2 separate regions of the Mus musculus genome follow, and region 2 is linked to region 1. A link is a contact called in public HiChIP or PLAC-seq data. All regions are on one chromosome and are shown on one strand. The core of a region is the stretch at or near the end of the contact, and the rest is flanking DNA. Distances in the headings are between cores, read along the strand shown.

Region 1 (3,214 bases), core at 696-3,195:
AAGAACATACCCACTCCTGCACAAAATAAATGTTTAAAAAAAGCAAATAATAATTTGGCAAAGGAGTCAGACAAACTACAGGTTCAGGGTCAAATCCTGGTTGTAAAATAAAGTTTTAGTGCTCACTGTTCACACACCACAGTGGAAGAACTGTGACAACCCAGGTGGTCCACAAAGCCTGAAAGATTATTTGGCTCTTTACAGAAAAAGTGAACCACCCCATTGCTAATGTACAGACCCTCTAGCTGTGTGTGTGTACACTCAAGTACGCACGTGCATGCGCATGTGTATGTGTGTGTGTGTGTGTGTGCACGCGCACGCACGTGCATGTGTACGTGAACTCAGACACCATCCCCTAGAGCTTAAAGAGGGAACATGGTTATGCTGACATCTTAGCTGCCTACTGAGGTGGATTCTGAATTTCTGGTCTCCATCCAGGAAAGTGAGAAAGAACATTACTGGTGTTTTAAGTCACATTTGCGGTGGAGACCACCCCAGGAAATGAATACAGGGAACCCAACAGGAAGTGGCTATGAAGCAATCCATACACTCCTTGGCACATGGTAGAAACTCAAGAAATCCCACCTAGTAAAGAGTGCCCTGCCACACTCTGTAGACTAAGTAAGTTTCTCTCCAACAAAGCCTTGTGCTGGGTAGCAAGCTCTGTGCTCTACAAACAAAAGCTCCTTCATGTGGCTTGTCTAGCCTGATCCTGTCTTTAAAGGGAGTGTCCCAAGGCTGCCTAAGGACTCAACTCATTCCATAGGACATGGTTTTACCACAGTCATGTGTCTTCATGCCTGCTACGATTAATTCTAACAGTTCATAGATGAACTGTGCTATGATCTCATGGAGCAGACCCTCCATCTCGGGATGCTATGCCGCATCTCCTTCAGCCGCACCCACCCTCCAGGTAAGAGAAGCGAGTGGCAGGCTGACAAGCAGATGATAGCACTGACTAGCACTTGACCCTCAGATCGCCCCGCAGTAACTTTTCATGTGAAGAGCTCCCTCTCCTCCGCAGCCCTCTGCTGACTTCTTTAGCCTTTGCTCTGGGCACTCCAACTCTCCCCTTCCCTCTTGAGGAGTGAGTCCACATGTTGAAACCCACTGCATGCAAGAATTCCACTTCCTACACTGTTTTCAAGTCGCCCCACCCTGCAGACTGCAGCCTCAGCTTCCTCTGGGTTTTCAAGGATGAGGAGGTCTTGTGATCCTGACAGCCTTTCTGCTGCCTGCTCTGATCGAGGCATTAAGACTGTCCCAGGGATCCTGCCACCCAGCTTCAACCTTCTTCCTCAGGCTGCAATGTGACTAATGTTTGAGGGTCATGTCTCTCACAGAGCCACAAAAGCCCTACCACATCAAGCCCAGGGTGGAGCCTCAAACCTCAAGAGAAAAAGTTGTTCCCTTCTTGAAAGCCACCATCTCACCTGGCATCTCTGCACCCTTTGTCTGGCGGGTCAAGGCTGGGTTTCCTCGGTGCAGACCTTGCACTCAAAGCTGATACTCCAAGGGCAGGAAGCTGACAGTGGGTACACAGAGTAAGGCGTGGCTGGGAGCAAGGGACGCCTTAATATTCTTCATGTCCCCACAACCAGCACTACACAGGGCAGACCCCAAAGGGCTAATTTCTAAAGTGTGTCAAGCTTCTACTTGCCCACATGGCTCCAGTCTCCCCTAAGCCTCATACAGGGGGCTCAGAAGTACTCTCATAGGTGCCTACAAGCTCTCTGCAGATGGTTATCTGTTCTGTTCTCTGGTGTATGTCAAGGATTGCAAGAGTGGTTTCCCATGTGCCCCAAGAACTACCAGCTAAACAAATGAGTAACAGGCAGGTAGGTGTGTGTCCAAGACTGCCTCCAGCTCAATCCTGAAGGTCCTCACAGAAACCTCTGCTCCCGTGACACTGCTCTGACTACTTTCCATATCCATTTGTCATGAACTGCCGTGCTCTCAGAGGGCAGGAACTGAAGGAACTGAAGCAGGAACTGAAGCAGCCTCATGCTGCTCTGCTGTGGACTTATGATACCCTTGCCCTCAGACACAGTTTATACTTGCTGAAGCCCACAGAGCCACCAGGAGTGCACAGTCAATACCAGCCCAGCCAGACAACACTGCTGCAGGAAGCCGGGCCATTCTGCTCCTGGCTGTCAAAAGAGGTCCTTCTTTACATACTTGACATGGCTCCACTGGGGACAGGCAGAACAAAGCCCCTCAGAGCCACTGTTCCTAAAGCCAGAGCCAAAGACATCACTAACAAAGTTCATTCAGGACACAGGGTTATTTTTAAAGGTCTTTGTAGCAACTAAAAGACACTGTTTTGAAAATGTGTAACTAGTATTGATAAGTAACAACTATTAGCTGTCCTCTGTAATACACAAAAAGTCACAGATCATTTCACAGATTAAATAAACACAGAGGTGCTAATCCAAGCCCATACTCTCCTTGCAGCCAGAGTGATACTCAGTCCTACAGAGCTCTGGCCCTAGAGGAGAGACAGAGGGTTCAAGCCAGCCTCTAACTGCTAACATATTGATGGCAAGTACAGGCTGGAAAGAGCCTAGCACACCCAAAGAGAAGACTGCAAACCTCCTTATGCTTCAATGATATACAGTAATGAGGAGAGGAGAGTGCACACAAGTATGAAGTGTGATACTATGGTGTGAAAAAGTGGTCAGTGTATACATAAGCATGTCTCATACAGAGTTTCACAGATCACATGGCACTTGTGTCTGCAGGGAAGGGATCTTGTGGCTGCAGATGGGATGAGGCGAGGGACAGACTTGGCCATATGTAGTGCTATATATTATAACGTGCCTATGTGCATATGCGTGTGTACATGTATGTGTGTGTGAGCACACATGAGTGTACAGACAAATAAATGGAAGGGGTGTGTGTATGGGTGCACACATGCATGAAGATGCACCTGCCTGTAGTACGGAGGCCACATGTCAATCTTGGTTATCAGTCCTCAGAGGCCATGCACTTTGTGTTTGAAGCAGGAGCTCAGTAAAGGTTGGACAGGCTGGCCAGCAAGCCCAGCAATGTGCCTACCCATCCCTCTTCAGAGCAAGCCCTAAGTGTTAACACTATCCTAGAACCCATATACCAGGGGTTCTCTTCTTCCTCATGGTCAGCAATGTTTCACGTGCGGCTTGGAGGGGGGAGGTCTGTACTTGCTTAGAGCAGGGTTCCCTTCTATCACTTCACA
Region 2 (3,364 bases), core at 332-2,831, 320 kb before region 1:
AAATATCTTTTAAACATCAACTCTCATGTCAGGGTAAAATGCTAGCCAGGAGGATATCGCTCTAGAGGCAGAGAAGTTACACTGGCCACTTGGTGGAGCTGTAAGACTGAAGCTGGAGAACCAGTGGTCCTGCCCCCCACCCCCCCCCCGCCTCCCCCCCCCCCCCAAGCTAGCTTGAAGTAGAAGGGGGTGGTGGGGGTGGTAGATGCCTTGTATGACTGCAAAGTTGTTGGGGAAGGGGCAGTTCTGGCTAGCCCAGGGAAACTCTAATCCTACCCCCATCTCCTTGTGTTTAAAAAACAAGCCAGGAAGTAATCTCTCTAGCCACAAACAGGAACGTAGCTAGAGGACCAGGCTCTGGGGATGCAACCCATACGTGTTCCTTTTCATAGGAACCCAAGGAAAGTGGGACAGGGCCCTTGATATCTGTCTGTGACTAGCACACAGTAAGAACATGATTGACGTTAGTTAATGAAAGAAAGATGGTGGGGGTGCCGGTGGAGAGACAGACAGCTCAGCAGTTAGGATTGCACACCCTTCTACAGAGTGCCTGAGTTCAGTTCTCAGCACCTACACCAGGTGGCTCACAGCTGTCTAACTCCAGCGCCGGACTGTAATTACAGGCACCTGTGCTCTCGTGCACCCCACCACCACCGTGTGTGTGTGTGTGTGTGTGTGTGTGTGTGTGTGTGTGTGTGTGTGAGAGAGAGAGAGAGAGAGAGAGAGAGAGAGAGAGAGAGAGAGAGAGAGAGAGAGATTGAATGATTGATTCAGGATAAAAGAAAAAAGAAAAAATTTAGCCGGGCTTGGTGGCGCATGCCTTTAATCCCAGCACTCGGGAGGCAGAGGCAGGCGAATTTCTGAGTTCAAGGCCAGCCTGGTCTACAAAGTGAGTTCCAGGACAGCCGGGGCTACACAGAGAAAACCTGTCTCAAAAAACAAAACAAAACAAAACAACAAAAAAAAACAAACAAAAAAGAGAAAGAAAAAATTTAAAATTTAAAGGTGATTAGAGACCCGGTACAATGAGGTTCTAGAGGGAACGATGACTTTTTCCAGGTCAACACTGACGAACAGACAGTTTCTTTAGTTTCTGTGAGAATCTGTCATCAGACTCTGCAGCAACTTCTGCAAGGTCACAGGCAGATGGCCTGTGCTGGGGTGTCCTGGTGCTGGCTTCGTCAGTGACAGCCCCCTGGGTCCCTTTGCCTACAGAACACCCTGCTCTCTGCATCTGCCCTCAGTACACTGGAGCTACAGCCTTTGTTCTCCTGATTCTATATTGGCTCATAGTGATCTAGATGATCGGTTCTCAACCTGTGGGGCTCTACCCCTTTGGGCGTCACATAGCAGATATCCTGCATATCAGATATTCACATTGTAATTCATAACAGTAGCAAAATTACAGTTGTGAAGTAGCAACAAAAAATAATTTTACAATTGGGGAATACCACAATGTATTAAAACATCTCAGGGTTAGGAAGGTTGAGAACTGCTGCTCTAAAGGCCTAGACGTTGAGCTTGGAGAGATGTGTGGCCTGCCCCTGTATCAAAAGGCAGATTTATTTATTCTGTACTGTGTTCTGCCTGCATGTACACCTGCAGGCCAGAAGGGGGCACCAGATCCCATTACAGATGGTCGTGAGCACCATGTGTTTGCTAGGGATTGAACTCAGGACCCCTGGAAGAGCAGACCACCTATCTCCCCAGCCCTATTCTATCAATCTTAATCCTGAGTGGTCGCTGTCATTACTCCCCGGTTTGTATCTGATGCCCTTAACATGTAGATGGTCCATTTCCTCAGTGCAAAAACTGTGGGTTTCTAATTCCTCTGTTCATTTTACACATTGCTGGGTTTCTTCTATGAAGAACTTTCCTTTATCAGGAGCAGGAGAGATGGCTCAGCAGTTAAGAGCACTTGTTACTCTTGAAGAAGATCTGGGTTCAGTTCCTAACACCTTCATGGTGGCTCATAGCCATCTGTAACTTCAGTTCCAAGAGATCCGATGTCCTCTGATCTCCTCAGGCACCAGGCATGCATGTGCTATCCATCTATGTAGGCAAACCCTCACATGTGTGTAAATTAAATAAATCTAAAATTTTTTTTAAAATAGCTTTCCTTTGTCAACTTCATGAGAGCCTGAAGTACAAGCTGTTCAGGGAAAACAAACTAATGCTTGGTTGGTGTTCGAGTGGTGTCTGCTCCCAGAGTAGTCCCTGACACTGCCACACCTAACTGTGACCAAAAAAAAAAAAAAAAGTTTTTTTTTCCCTCTAAAAGATCATTGTGAACATTGTATTTTTTAAATTTTTTAAATTTTGCTTTATTTACACAGAATTCTATGTAACCTAGACTGGCCTCAAATTCACTGTATAGTCAAGGACAACCCTGCACTTCAACCATCCCTCCATCTTCAGAGTGTTGGGATTATAAGTGTAAGCCACCACACCCAATCCCATGCGGTACTCCAGAAGGAACATTGGGCTTTGTGCATATTAGCTGGGCACTCTACCAACCCAGCTCCATACACATCGACCCCAAACACTCTGATTTCGAATATATTTGGTGTGCCTTAGTCCATAACAGTCTTTATTCATTGTCTCATCTTGCGATGTGAAGACTTCCTTCTGATTAGCTTCCCTCTCTTTGGTCGTGAGCCCAGCCATTGCTGAAAGGTTCCTTGCTTTCCTGCACAGGGAGACGTCCCAGTTCAGTGCTGTATGCTTCCTGGCTTGGATCTTTTTCACAAGCTGTGTTTCCTTCCTGTCAGAGAGAACTTGCCTTGGAGATCACGGCATGGGTGTGGTGGCCAGGATGGCTACTCAGCTATAGTGTCTTCTAGACCACTACTGGGTAGGACTAGGAAATAGGTTTATTTCTGAGAGAATTCTGAGCAGTTTCATTCCAGGGGAGATGAAACTTCTTGCTTTATTTCCCTGTATCCTGTTTCCTGTTACACGGAAAAGCTTGGCTTGTGATGAAATTGCTTTCTGCTTTCTTCCTGTAACAGTGACTTCTCTTTCCCCATTTCCACAGCGATCCTCCTGCCTCTCACTCCCCAGTACTGTGCCATGATATGCCATTGTGTCTGCTGTAAAATTAGGCTTTCCCCCCCTAGTCTTAGAGATTTCCCTCTTGGATGGACTTTGTGTCTTGTTGGGTAACACACTGTATATTTCCAAAGACAAAATTGTAACTGTTGTTACCTTTCACACTGTCTCCCTATCCAGTTCTTTCCTTCCCACTTAAACCACATTCGTGTATCTGCCACTGTATCAGTTTTTATTTTAAAAACCATTAGCAGGCATAGTACTTGCTCAGCATGTCTGCATGTTCCCACTGCTCTGCCCAACTGATGTGCCA

The links. HiChIP or PLAC-seq counts read pairs in DNA pulled down with a chosen protein or histone mark.
Region 2: a contact with region 1 is called in an H3K27ac HiChIP or PLAC-seq map of regulatory T cells, with 5 times the contacts expected there. The contact joins two enhancer-like sites. A contact is called at or near these places in 8 of 39 promoter capture datasets (the 3T3-L1 cell line, 3T3-L1-derived adipocytes, the HPC-7 cell line and 5 more), 12 of 115 datasets of contacts at active chromatin or transcription factors (acute myeloid leukemia, bone marrow-derived macrophages, craniofacial prominence and 7 more) and 2 of 9 other capture datasets (adipose tissue and liver).

Annotation. Positions count from the first base shown.
Region 1 is chr1:37,316,067-37,319,280 of GRCm38.p6, reverse strand. The region is part of intron 1 of Inpp4a (inositol polyphosphate-4-phosphatase, type I); the gene reads right to left. All of the region lies in intron 2 of 4930439A04Rik (a long non-coding RNA gene), which reads left to right. Among named protein-coding and RNA genes, the nearest start is that of 4930439A04Rik, 17 kb to the left of the region's middle. Within about 2 kb of position 1,945, at least 63 of the 459 cell types and tissues checked have an H3K27ac peak or open chromatin away from gene starts, as enhancers often do. A contact at or near this core is called in bone marrow-derived macrophages and regulatory T cells, where this site is marked.
Region 2 is chr1:37,633,093-37,636,456 of GRCm38.p6, reverse strand. All of the region lies in intron 3 of Cracdl (capping protein inhibiting regulator of actin like), which reads left to right. Among named protein-coding and RNA genes, the nearest start is that of 4930470B04Rik, 19 kb to the left of the region's middle. Within about 2 kb of position 1,581, at least 11 of the 459 cell types and tissues checked have an H3K27ac peak or open chromatin away from gene starts, as enhancers often do. A contact at or near this core is called in bone marrow-derived macrophages and regulatory T cells, where this site is marked.